Regions from separate parts of the Mus musculus genome. Here region 1 is linked to region 2. A link is a contact called in public Hi-C data. All regions are on one chromosome and are shown on one strand. The core of a region is the stretch at or near the end of the contact, and the rest is flanking DNA. Distances in the headings are between cores, read along the strand shown. Region 1 has its middle 69 kb from the start of Gm19510. Region 2 overlaps Mtss1 (MTSS I-BAR domain containing 1).

Region 1 (6,643 bases), core at 81-2,580, 740 kb before region 2:
ATGACGGACACTGTGATAACCTTTGTTAGATAGCAGTAGGTTACACTTGTTTCTATCTTCTAAAGAGCTGGAGTGAATTGGGCTAGGAGCTGGGGCCCCCAAAGGATCAAGGAAAGGGCCTGGTATCATTAGGATGTAATATGATGATATCAATGTAGGCCCAATAGACTTCAGAAAGGTGGGAAGAGGCGGGGTTTGCTGTTAACTGGTCAGCATTCAGAATGTCCCAGGCTTCTGAACCACTTTCAGTTTTGCAACGATCATCCCATCCATCAAGTCTATTAAGAAGTCATGAAGAAACTCAGGCGCACATCAACTAAAAGACAAACCTACAAACACACAGCTAATGAGCCAAAATGCCTGGCTATCCACCCTGGTCTCTTAGTGTCTACTGAGGAGTTCTATAAAGCCCTCTACTGGGGGCCTTGTGGGTCTTCCTCACTCTTGTGACAATCTCCATTCGCACCGTCCCCCACCCCCACCCCCGCCTCACCCTGAGAGCTGGAATTACGGAAGTCTGCCATGGTGCCTGTCTTCCGCTTGTGTTCTTCACAGTGTGCTCAGCTGGCAGATACGGTTTCCTGATTTTACAGAAGAGAAAGCAGGGCTCAGCTGTCTGCAGACTCACTCCAAAACACCATACGGGATGTGAACTTCACGCTAACTTCAAAGCTTGGTAGTTCCTAGCCACTTTCCTCTCTGCCTTGCTACTTGGGAAAGCATGAAGAGTTCTTTTCTACTGAATAGCTGCCAGAAATATCTCTCTTGGGTTATCCAGATGAGGAGACCCTCTGGGACTTGCAGGTTCAGAGCCTATGTCTCTTCACTTGAAAATGCACCCCATCTCTCCTTCAGTCCTGACAAGTAGCTTTTGCACATTAAGTAACAGGTCTCCAGCCAAAACTCAAGTGAGCGATGCAGGTCCTTCCATCTCTGAAAGACCCAGAGACCTAGGTCCCTGCAGTCTCAACTGTCAGACCTTGGGGACCACACCCAAATACTCTGGAAATCTGTAACTCGAACCCTCATTCTCCTCCCACAGCCTGGGGTACAGGCACTGCTGATTCATTTTAAGAAACTTTGCTTTCCACAGCAGCATAAGGAAGGACTGTCCCCTGCTAGAGCCACGTGTGTTTGCTATGATTCATCCTGTTGCCTGCAACCTCCTCAAAAAAAAAAAAAAAAAGGCCCTTACACAACCAGGAGCCTCTGGGAGCCACACAGTACAGGGGCTTCCCCTCTTAGTCACCCTCTGGGCCTAGGTCCACTTCCACGCAGCCACGAGAACTTGGAGGGACAAGCATATGCCCCAAAGAGGAACTGAGCACATTAGCAAACTGGGTGAAGGCCACCCCTCAGGGTCAGAGATGAGATGAGGCAAGACAGCAGCTGTGCTGATCCTGTAGAGCGAAATGTGCACGGTCAACAAAAGTTTCCGGCACACGGGGGCCCTGCCCTGTCCCCTCTGGCCCCAGGCACTCTGGGATGAGAGAAAATGACAAGGATGCAGCCTTGCTGTGCAAATGGAAATGTGGTGTGCTGTGCGGGTGGACCCTAAAGCTGATCTGTGAGCCCAGGCAGAAGCCTACAGAGATGGCCCCCATCTGGTGTGATCCTCTCTGTGGGAGCTTCACGGACACAGACACAGACACAGACACAGACACAGACACACACACACACACACACACACACACACACACACACACGTACACACACACGTACACACGCATGTGCGCGTGCACACTAGCGTCTGTGCTTCTTAGAGTCTCTATGCCGCTGTTTGCGCTGGTGGGTCTTGGTTGTCGATTTGTTTTACAACAGACAGAGAGGCTTGAGAGTGAATTGTCCAAACAACCCTTTTGCCTACAATAAAAAGTGAACCCAGAAAGAAAGGACACACACCTAGGTCACAAAATAACTAGGGGCCAGGTTAAGCCTGACCATGACCGTGGCCTGCAAAGTTGAAATGATTACCTCACATTACCTCTAACTAAGTCAGCCTCCTGCCCCCCCCCCGCCTTTCTCCCTCTCCCTCTCTACAATTCTACCCACTTTGCTCCACCTCTGAGCTCTCTTCCACCTCAAGGCCTTCGTACCATCCTCTCTGCCTTAACGCCAGGTTCATGACACTCTGCTGTAGCATCAGGTTCTCAGGTACCTTTGTCGGACTCTCTTCTGCATGGGTGGCCCTTCTGAGTTCCCAGCTTGGTGGGATCTAAAATCACTTAGCAGACAAGACTCCTGGGCAGAACTGTACAAGACTTTCTAGAGTGGGTTAAGTGACGTAGAAAGACCCACCCTACACACGTGTGCCACCATTCCACACCTTGGGAACTTAACGACTGCTTCATCTGTGTTTGTCAGGTGCTTGGGTGCAGTGGTCACACCCATGAGCCACAGCCCACCAAGATGGATGCCAGCTGTTAGCCTGTCCCCAGCGATACCCATTTCTCTTTAGGGATCAGTTCATAAACTTCAACAAAAAGAATAGGACCTCAGTTAATTCTCTCTACCAATAGAATCTCTAAAACAGGACCTCTAAGGGGTGCCTTCCCAACACTGGCACTGCTAACCAAAAGTGTGTTCAAATTCCTCTGGGAACCTGACTTCAGGAGTCACTGGCTTGTGTCCTTTTCACTGGTGGCTACCACCTTGTTTTCCACATGTCATGACTCCCATTTGTACACTTGTCTGTCAACTACAAAATGACTCCACAAATATACTTGATGTGCACAGCTAAGCGGATCTGAGTGTCTCTGTCATTTGTTCTGCATATGAAGCCCCTGGAAATAAGAAAAGCAAGCTGCTGCCCCAGACGGCACAGCTAATGGTGAGACCCAAATGGTCCTCAAAGCTCAGGCTTGGTGAAAGTGGATTTTAAACATTAGTCCCCAACCAATGTAGTATCCCCCACCTGGATACACTGGAAGATGGAAGATTTTACGTTTGAAGAAACACACAGTTCCCGCCTTGGCTTGTGGAGTTTAGTCCAGAAGAAGTTCTGAACAACCTTGTCCCCATTTCGGGTTTGCTTCTCCAGAAAGCAGAACAAGAGACAGCATTTCAGCTTCAGGAAGTTTATTAAGGCGACCTGATAAAGCAGGTGCTGGAAGAAAGGAGAGGAAAGATCGGTACTGGTGTGGGCTGCTATGGTCCGCTTGTGAGCAGGGTGACTTGTACCTCTTCCAGGACCTTGGGTTTCCTCCTACTTCCTTGGCCTTACTGTCACAGAGCTGAGTTGCCCCTGTTCTTAGCCTGAGGTAGGAGGCCAGGAATCTAAGCTTGCATGGGCCCATCCACCTACTCCTAGTGCCACAAAGTCCAGATCTGACCGTGAATGTGCCCAGGGGCACCAAAAGCTTATGCCCCAGAAGCATGCTGGAGTGAGTCCTTACCTGCCCTGGTGACAATCTTGAAAGTCGTCCAAGTGTATTTGTTTAAAAGGAAAAGCTGGCCACCCCCACACAGTTATGACCATCAAAGAGACATGATTATATGTCAGCGATTTCTCAGCAACTTCCTATGACTAAGAGCTGGAGCAAGAGGCCCTCCACCAGCCATAGCACTCATGGGATGCTTAAGTCTCCTTTTCCATGGGTCACTGGCTGACTTCTCTCAGTCATCTTACAGCTCCATGAGGCACCAGGTCATCCCGGGTGAACCCATGCTAAGTCTCTTATGAAGTTTCTCTTTTCACAGAGGTCCTTGGGAAGTCCTACTGACCTTCCCTCTTCCAGTGGGACAGCTAACAATGCCGGTGTCTGCCACCCAGACTCCTGGTTTTGTGCATCAGGACATTAAGGGGCAACAACTAGCCTAAGGCTCTCCACATTGTAGAGGCATCTAGGGTGTCTCATGGCCTCAAGTTGGTGGGATCAGGATAAGCCACATCAGGCACTTTTGCATAAAGAATGCAGGGTTACTTGTTCACAGATGAGTGTGTGTTTCCACACGGGGACACGGCAGAACCAGGGAAATCGTTAGGATGATGTTCATGTAGGCAGGGCCTTGTGCATATCATATGACTATAAAGCTGACATACTATGGACCCCAGCTCTCCCAGACTAATTCCACTGGGATTGAGTGACACTTTTGGGAGAATTTCAATCACGAGAGATCTTAAATTTCAGGAGAACCTAGCTAAGCCCCATTGACACCTTACCAGCTCAGAATCTCAGAAGAAAGCTGTTGACCCCACCTAGGCCTCAAGTTCTTTATATGTAGAATGGGGTCAGGTGGCACATAGAAACTTGGAGCAAATGTGATGCTCTTACCTTCATTCCTCATCAGCATCTCCTTCATCCCCAAGGAACCAAGATATGCACATGTGCATGCATGCACACACACACACACACACACACACACACACACACACACTATAGCACCACTACCATCATCTTAACCATGATCGTAGCCACAAATTATAGCTGTACAAAGTTGGGAACAATTGTCCCAGCCACCCATCTGGGGTCAGTGCCTAGTGAGGAAGAGGATGCGACTGGACTGGGCATCTCCAAGGTCAAGCACCGAAACCTGGCCCCATGAAAGGACCAAAAGTTCCTAGAGCCCTGACGCTTCTTTCTCACCCTGGGCTCAAAAGAAGGCAAACAAGGGAGACAAAGGTTACATGGGGCTGCTACTGACTCACGGCATCCGTGGAGGCAGGTCACAAATCATCCTCTCGAGCCTCAACTGGCCCCTCACTAAAACTGGACTAATGATGCCTGCGACTTGCCTCGGCGACAGGATAGTAGAGAGCAGTCATTAGGCTGCTGTCATTGTGCCTTTGCTAATAACATGCTGTACTGGGCGAGGCCAGGAGGACCCTCTGAGGAGCTTTGGGAAAACATATTCTTCTCTGTCTTCAAAGCATCCCTGAGAAGTAGGTGGGAGGCGAGTGTCTTGGGAAGAGAGGAAAGCGAGGCAGCCTCACGAGATAAGCTCCTGTGCGGCAGAGAGTGTGTGAATCAAGGCCGTGCAAAGAAGCCTGGGAGAGTCGGCATATTCTTCACAACTGAGGATCAGCTGAGAGAGCAATGTTAAAAAGGAAAGATCTGTTTTGTTCATGGTTTCAGGGTGTGACCTGGTTTTCTCGCTGCTGCCACCAAACCCCCAACAAGAACAGCTTCAGGAAAGGCTCATTTGGGCTCACAGCTCAAAGATGAGTCTACTGTGGTAGAGAGGTCATGGTGGCAGGAACAAGAGGCAGGAGGTACACAGAGTCTGCACTCTGGAAGCACGGAACGGTGCTGCACACATTTAAAATGTGTCTTCCCATCTCAATGAACCTCGGCTTAACAAAGCCGGTGGTTGGTCTCCCGGGTGCTTCTAGATCCTGTCGAGCTGATGAAAACACTCACACATGGTTTCATCTATCACAGTGAGGAGGGCAGAACAGACCACATCATGGTGAAAGGAGGCAAAGTGGGATTCAGAAAGGATCCAGGACACGGTCCAGCCTGCAAAGACACTTCCCGGGCGCCTACTTCCTCCCACCTCTCCCCCTCCTCCCATAATGCCATCCAGTATCATTCACTAAGGGGTTAACCAATCCATCGATTAGGTCAGAGCCTTCACAGTCTAATTGTTTCCAGAAAGTCATCACAGACAAGGCCAGAAAGAACTTTACCAACCACCAATGCCTTTCTTAATGCTGCAGGGTTCACAATCAAGATTAAGCATCACATCTGATGACCTGAGAGAGGAAGGTGACAGAAGCTCTGCTTTGGGTGACAGACACACTTGTGTTGAAGCATCTCCTCTGCCAGACAGCCTTGGGACGTTGCCCAGTATGGAGGCTCCTTCATGCAATGGCATCAGTGAGGTGCATCTCTTAGAGTCTGATGAGCAAGAAGTTGGTGAAGGCAAATCCTGACACCTAGTCGGTGTCAATAAACCCACTCTTTGGACCATTGTGCTTCCTCCCTAAAGGAAAACTACAACCGTGATGCTAATTGCCAGCTTGGTGAGATCGAAAATCACTTAGCAGACAAGACTTCTGGGCAGAACTGTACAAGACTTTCTAGAGTGGGTTAAGTGACGTAGAAAGACCCACCCTACACACGGGTGCCACCATTCCACACCTTGGGATCCCAGACTAAATAAAAAGGAGAAAACAAGCTGAAGTCCAGTGTTCAGCTCTTTGTTTCCTGACTACAGATGACATGTGACCATGTGCCTCCTCTCCTGCCACCATGGCCTCCCCATCATGGTGGACCTTATCCTAGAACTGTGAGCCAAAATAATTCTTCTGTAAGTTGATTTTGCAGAATAGTGTTGTCATAGCAACAGAAGAAAGTAAGTGCAATAACACATTCAACAACTGCCACCTCAGATCTGCTTGGGACATTCCAGAAGGGTGATTTGTTGAATCTTCTCATTGTTTTACCCAACTATTTCATCAGTCTTTGGATTCAGAAACTGGGGCAGTGCTCGTGACTAGGTTTCCACAGTCATGCTGGGATGCCTGGCCCTAGCTTCCTGCCCAGGGCAAATGGCAAGAGAGGGTAGGGGAAAGGGAGAGACAGATATTTACTAAGTACTTACTTGGTCCTCCAAGCCTGTGCACATGCCTCAAATACACACCTCCATAATACCTCCCAATAATCTAAGATTTTTCTATTATTTATCTGAGAAAATGTGG
Region 2 (6,551 bases), core at 416-2,915:
ATCATTCGAAGCAGAGCATTTCATCCTCACGTCTTGCAGCCATCCCACCCTAAACTGCCACACACCATCACTGTGGAGTGCCATCGAAGGTGTGCGGCCGTCGGTAAGGCTGACTGGCGTGGCATCTGCTCTCTTTGTTCTTCCAAACCATCCATCAGCGAGCTTGTTAACAGACGATCTTCCTGTTTGCCTTCTTTCTTGTCTCACGTCTGGAAGGGCTCCTCTTGTGTTTGCCTCGCCACTTACAAGCAGGCAGCTTTGTTAACAGAGAGCTGCCCCCGCGGGGAAGGCACACGGACGAGCCTCAGACTTGGCATCGGTTTTAAGACAGAAAGGAGTGGCATTGGATTCCCGGGCCTCTGTAGTCGTTGCTCAGACACGGTGCAAGAAAGCAAGTGCGACTTTGGAGCGGCTCACCGCACCTCCTCTCCCAGCTGCCCGAGTCTTAGATTGGTCAGTTGTAGATCATGGAAACACTGTGCATGGCAGAAATCGGTCGTGTGATGATGGTAAGCCGTATGGCCAGTGTTCACTCATGGCATGAGAGCGCGCCAGAAGTCTCGTGAGAAGGGAGTGTCCTGGGATGATGTGCTTTGCTGTTTGCAGAGTGGGTTCTGCACTGCCCCCATAGAGAACAGCTTCACTGACTAGCAATGGGTCGGACCCATGGGCTTTGGAAACACAGGACCTGAAACATCAAGAATGCTGTTTTAAGAAGAGTTCAGGTGGAGTCTGTGCAGAAGGGGCACTTCTACAGAATGCTCTACACAGGAAAGAAACCATTCAGGCCCACGTGAAGGACCACATCACTGTCTCTCTCCCTGCCTGTCTTTGGAGCGTCCCTCTCCCGTATGACTTATCACACACACTGACCTAGTCGGTCTAGACTGCTTGGCGTAGGTTGCCGCAGGGAAAGTGACTTTAGCGTAGTGGTAAAGCTGCGAGCAGCCTCCTCCAGTTAGGAGGATGAAGAAACCTGAAGTTTGCCATCTCCATTGTCTGTCTGTGGCTCTTCTCCCTGTCAGTCTGTCTGTCTGTCTGTCTGTCTGTCAGAGATCTAATTCTTAGTCTGTTATTCCCACTTGACATACGGCTTTCTCAGGCCTTTGAGGTCTATAATCTGGCCCACTCTGGTATGAGTCTTGAGTAGGCCCCAGGGGCGTGGGGTGAGGACGAGGACCAGAGGCGGTGTAGAGCCTCTCTTCTGCCCTCTGTCTGGAATGCCTCAGATCAGAACATGTGTAAAGCATTACTCCCTTGAAGATTTCTGGTTTAGGTGAGATCCCTTTCTGTAATACCCAGATGACTTTTCCAGCACTTTCCAAACTGCCATCAGTCTGCCATAAGACGTGAGTGAATTGGATTGTGGGTCTTTTGTAATTGGCTGGCCGGGGATAACTGAGGTCAATGAACTCAAGAGGGTGAATGATTATTTATGTGCCGAGGGTTGAAGGTGAAACTCCTGGCATCCTGTGGCTCTTTGGTGGGGACTTGCTATATAGGATGGAAGAGTAGAGGCAGAGACCCTACCCCTGGAAGCTGCCCCCTGCTTCCTTCCCTGGCCGCCAATCTGCCTGAAGGTCACTTTCTTGCCCTCCCCCTGCTGCCTGCACGCTGACCACACAGCCTTTGCAGCTGTTGCTTAGCTGCTCGCTTACGTAATCCCGATTGGGAAATGTCAGGATTTGCTTTGGACCAGAGGTCAGCTGGAATGCCCTTCCTTAGGCTTGGATCTCTGATTGTTTGCTAACCCATCCCGGTTCTCTCACAAAGATGTCGGAATTTGAAGTGACAAAGCAATCAAGATTTCCTTTTCAACAGCTAAGTGCTCAGGGAGTGAACTGAGAAGGGCTCAATTCTATCCTTGATCCTATCGCTGTTGATTCTGAGTTACAACCGCAGAAATCCCTCCATACTCAGAAAGGGATATTGTGGGAGAGCGGGAGGGAGTATAGACCATCCTGGTCCTCTCTGTGTGCCTATGATCCTCTTACGTCTTAATGCCCGTGGCATTAAACAGTGGTTCTCAACCAGTGGGTCTCGACCCCCATGGGGGTTTCAAATGACCCGTTTACAGGGGTTGCATATCAGATATCCTTCATATAAGGTATTTGCATTACAATTCATAATAGTAGCAAAATTACAGTTAGGAGTCCCAACGAAATGATTGTGTGTGGTTGGAGGTGACATCACCACGAGGAACTGTGTTAAAGGGTGGCAGCATTAGGAAGGCTGAGAAGCAGTGTTATAGTGTGCTTCTTTGTCCCTGACGTCGACGGATAGCAGGGGTGGCCTCATCCGCTTCTGTCCCTTACATGTCGGGCACTGACCTCCTGAGATCTAGTCATCCAGCCAAGCACAGGGTGTCAGAAAGCACCAAACATACTGGTGGGCTGCCTTCCGGCAGCGTGGAGCGAAGCAGGTGGGGAGGTTTTACTGCCTGGAGCAGGAGACTGAAGAAGCCACAGAAGCACCAGCAAGAAACACAGGGAACAGAACCTGAACCAGTGTCCTTCTCCAGTACTGAGCCAGTGTCCCTCTCCAGTACTGAGCTGCAGTCCCTCCTATATACTCACTGCAGAGCAGTGCACACACCATTACAGACTGTCACAGCTCCATGATGGAAGCTGGGAGCTCACGGTGTGTCTGACTTTAGGGCAGATCAGCTGCACCATGTGGGCAGAGGTGATGTAGGACCATGAAGACCTTTGTGCAAATGGGAGTGTGAATTCAGGGAAGGTGGAAGGGCCTGGTGTTGAGGCCCTGGGCCTAGACTACCAAAGCATTGGAAACTCTGGAGAAGGGCCAGTGTGAGTACTCTCCCATCAAACTGAATATCAGGCTCCAGCGCTCACCAGGCTGGGGAAGGAGGGGGAACCATCTCAGACTCCCCTCAGCTTCTCTTTCACCCTCAGCTTCTCTTTCACCCTCAGCTTCTCTTTCACCCTCAGCTTCTCTTTCATAGCTGTCCCAAGAGCAGAGACCAAAGCTGTGCTGACAGCTGGGATTCTTTGAGGCTGTAACATTTAAGTTTAAGTGTAAATGCACATGTGGATAGCTTTACATATCAACCATTCCCCCCGCACAGAGTCGCAAGCGGTTGGCGTAGGTACGGTGGTGAGCCTCACATCTCCAGACCTTTATCATCTTGCAGAGTAAGACTGTTCCCTGTGTACCTCCCCCGATCAGACCCTGGTATCCACTCTTCTCCTTTCTGATTCTACAGAGGACACAGTATAGTGTTTGTCCCTTAGTGAAACGCTGCTTTTACCAACAGGATGGCCTTATCTTGAAGGCCGCCTCGGTAACCTCTGCCTCCTTCCTTAAGGCTGAATGGGCATCACAGGTGCCAGCTATGAGGCTGCAGAGGTGACTACCGTGCCACAAGCTCTGTGCTGCTGGCTCTCCGTGGCCGTGTGCGCTCTGTCACATGTAGATAAAAGGGGCACGGTTACATTGTTTTCCCTTCCATCCTTCCATTTAGTTCCCAGAATACCACCAAGTGACATGGTGCTGTTTCTCTTTAGAGTAGCCGTGACAGTTGCAAAGTTCTCAGAAGCATGGATAGCTAGAAATCAGTGGCAGGCTGTGTCTGAGACCGGAGACTAGGCCTTCCACTCTGACTCTGACTCTGACTCTGACTCTGACTCTGACTCTGACTCTGACTCTGACTCTGTCTCTCTCTGTCTCTGTTATCTCTCTGTGTGTGTGTGTGTGCGTGCAAGTGCACTTACCTGTGTATATATGTGTATGTGGAGGCCAGAGGTTAATGCCAAGTGTCCTCCTCTGTTGCTTTCCGTCTTATTTTTTGAGGCAGTCTTCCTCTGAATCTGGAGTCTTGGGTACTCTGGCTGGCCAGGGAGCTCCACATACCCTTCTGTATCGTGAGACTTCCCTTTTGTCCTCAGTCACCAAGTTTGGGAGTAAGCACCCTGTCTGGCAGTCTTTCACCCGAGCCAGGTAACATCTGTCAAGGATGCTGAGGATACACTCATGTCACTTGAAAGCAGCCTCACCCAGCCTTTAGCTGCCCCGGCTCTAGCTGCTGAAGATGTTTTTACAAAGTGGCTACAAGAAATTGCAGGCTCACTGTCGAGTATAGCATTTGGTAGGTCCATCCGTCCCTATCCTCTGGCAAGCAGTTGTCATGGTAACGGATCTACTCCCAAGCAGGCTTCCTAATGGCGTAGAAGGGACTTGACACTTCTTCCTGAGGTTGTTGGTAATTATCTTCTCAAAAAATAAGTTCTGAGTATTGGGAACATTTTAATGGGCTTGGTTCTGTCCTTGGGGGAATATGTTCTCTGCGCTGCTCCCGTTTCTCTCTCTTCCTGTACATGCTCTTTAAGGAAGAGCTGTTATTCTCTTGTTAATAGCCTGCCTTTATTAGGCATGTAAATACTTAACTTTATTGGGAAGGCAGGCAGAATAGCCTGTGTCAGGCATCCGTAATTAGATTAGCTACTATGCGCGCACATTTTCCGTAACCTCTACTTGCAGAGACATGGCTTACCAGCCTTAGGGTCTTGAAATCCTGTGTCCCTTGGTCTTCCCACAAGCAGACAGAAGGGTCTCATGGGTGAGTCTAACCTGTATTCATTGCTTTCGCTAGGAGCTCACTTTCATCCCAGCAGCGGAAATGTTGGGAACATCTGTTTTCCATGTAGCTAATTTCCCTGCCCCACCCCCTTTTACTCCTGTCTCTCCTTCATTTGCAAAGACCTACTGAGCCTCCCTCCCAGACCATACACCTTGCTAGACACTCAGAATTCAAGAATGGCTTGGAAGCGGGTGCTCTCCATAGGAGGTCCCCATGTGATGGAGAACATGGGCCCACGGAACAGGAAGTCCCAGACACCAGGACGACTGTGACAGTATACACATAAGAGAAAAGGTGCAGACCACCCTGGTCTCTTGAATTCACTCACTCCTCCCGTGAGGGTTAACACGGTCATGTTGATGGAATCTAGAATCGCCCCAGAGACCTCTGGGCATGTCTTTGAGGGAACCTCTTGAGTAGATAAATTACAGAGAGAAGACTCACTCTAACTGTGAGAAACAGAAGAAGAAAGCAAGCGGAGCACTGGCGTCATCCACAGCCTCCGTATTGGCCGATGTGACCAGCTGCCTCAGGCTTTGGTTGACACCATGTCCCTGCCTCACTGGACCTTCAGTACCTGAACCCAGTTAAAACCTCCCTCCCTTTAGTTGCATCTGTCAGATATAACCATAGTCTTTTGATTATAACAGCAAGAGAAGTCACCACACACCCCTTCCTCCATCTTCCCGCATTATGTACAGGCTCCAGAGGCCCCTGAGCTAACCTTATCCTCTGCTCGGTGGGGTGGGATGGGGTGGAGGGGAAGAACAACCCCACCTCTGCATCTTCTAAAGACTCCCCACCCCCATACCCCCGAAGAAATGAGAAATGAGGCCATGGGAATCAGTGGCTTTCTGTTCAGTATCTATCTTCCTGTGAGCCACAGTGCCATCAAGCAGAATCTGGTACCCCAAGCTTGTTTTCTCTTGACCAGAGTTGTAATTTCACCCATTGGTAGGAGGACACCCCGCTGAGAGCTCCCTGTCTTGTTTGGACTAGGACGCTAAAGCGAGGGTCGTGGAGCTGAGGCAGAAGCCTCGCCCTGGCAGCCAACCCCATGTGTTCTGGATTGCAGCCTGGTAATCAGTCACATTTGCTGGGTTTCTACTCTGAAGCCAGGGCATCTGGTGCACCTGCACACATCTCTAGGGCTCCAGTGTTCCCAGAATGGGCAGAACATATGGACTGATAAAATACTCTGGCCCCTCCCATCCCAGTGTGGTTATGGTCTAGTGGCAAGTCGCCATCGTTGGAGAGCTGGTTAGAAATACTGACCCTCGTGTCCTCGACAGCCTGACTGCTGAGGAATGGCGACCTTTATGCATTTTGAAGTCTTTAATAGTCTGTTCTCTGACTTTAGTGCTAGGGCTGTAAGGCCAGGGGAAGCAGCCTTGTGCTGTTCTTGCATTTGTACAGACCCGCCCTCCAGCCACCCAAGCCACCGGTGAGGTAGTCCAGATGCAGCCATTACTACCTGATGATAATTAGCCCACAACATGAAACTCGTTTGTCACCCATGATTTTTGTCTGTGTTTAACTTTAAAAGACAATCAGTCCAGGTGAGTAGATTTTTACCTAGACCCTAACCTTTCCCCCCTGGGCTGGGGCAGGAAGCAGTAAGGCTCTCTGACAGTGCAGCTGTTGGCAGTCACTCTACACAGCCCTCTGTGGCCATAAATCAGACCCAACTTGTCCCTGGGGGCCAGGCCATGACCTTGACAGAGCAGCAGAAGCCATTATGTTAGTGTGCTTGGTGTGTTTCCTCAGAGCACCAGGCCAGTCCATCCATCCCCCAGTCTCAGAGCTTCTGGTGGCTTCCTAGCCTATAAATGCTGGCGGAGCAATAGCCAGTTTTAAATTGTTCCCTGATAGTTGCCTTCCTCGTTTGCATCCAGTTAGAACAGGCTGCCGAGTGAGATGCAAGAGACAGAAGAGAAAGGAGAGCGAGACT

The links. Hi-C and Micro-C count contacts between places; a contact is called where the count stands out from the background.
Region 1: a contact with region 2 is called in a Hi-C map of muscle stem cells, with 4 times the contacts expected there. The contact joins two enhancer-like sites. A contact is called at or near these places in 1 of 484 Hi-C or Micro-C datasets (muscle stem cells), 1 of 115 datasets of contacts at active chromatin or transcription factors (microglia) and 1 of 9 other capture datasets (embryonic stem cells).

Annotation. Positions count from the first base shown.
Region 1 is chr15:59,722,963-59,729,605 of GRCm38.p6, reverse strand. No RefSeq gene overlaps it. Among named protein-coding and RNA genes, the nearest start is that of Gm19510, 69 kb to the left of the region's middle. Within about 2 kb of position 1,330, at least 184 of the 459 cell types and tissues checked have an H3K27ac peak or open chromatin away from gene starts, as enhancers often do. A contact at or near this core is called in muscle stem cells, where this site is marked.
Region 2 is chr15:58,981,750-58,988,300 of GRCm38.p6, reverse strand. The region is part of intron 3 of Mtss1 (MTSS I-BAR domain containing 1); the gene reads left to right. Among named protein-coding and RNA genes, the nearest start is that of Gm41330, 9.5 kb to the left of the region's middle. Within about 2 kb of position 1,665, at least 72 of the 459 cell types and tissues checked have an H3K27ac peak or open chromatin away from gene starts, as enhancers often do. A contact at or near this core is called in muscle stem cells, where this site is marked.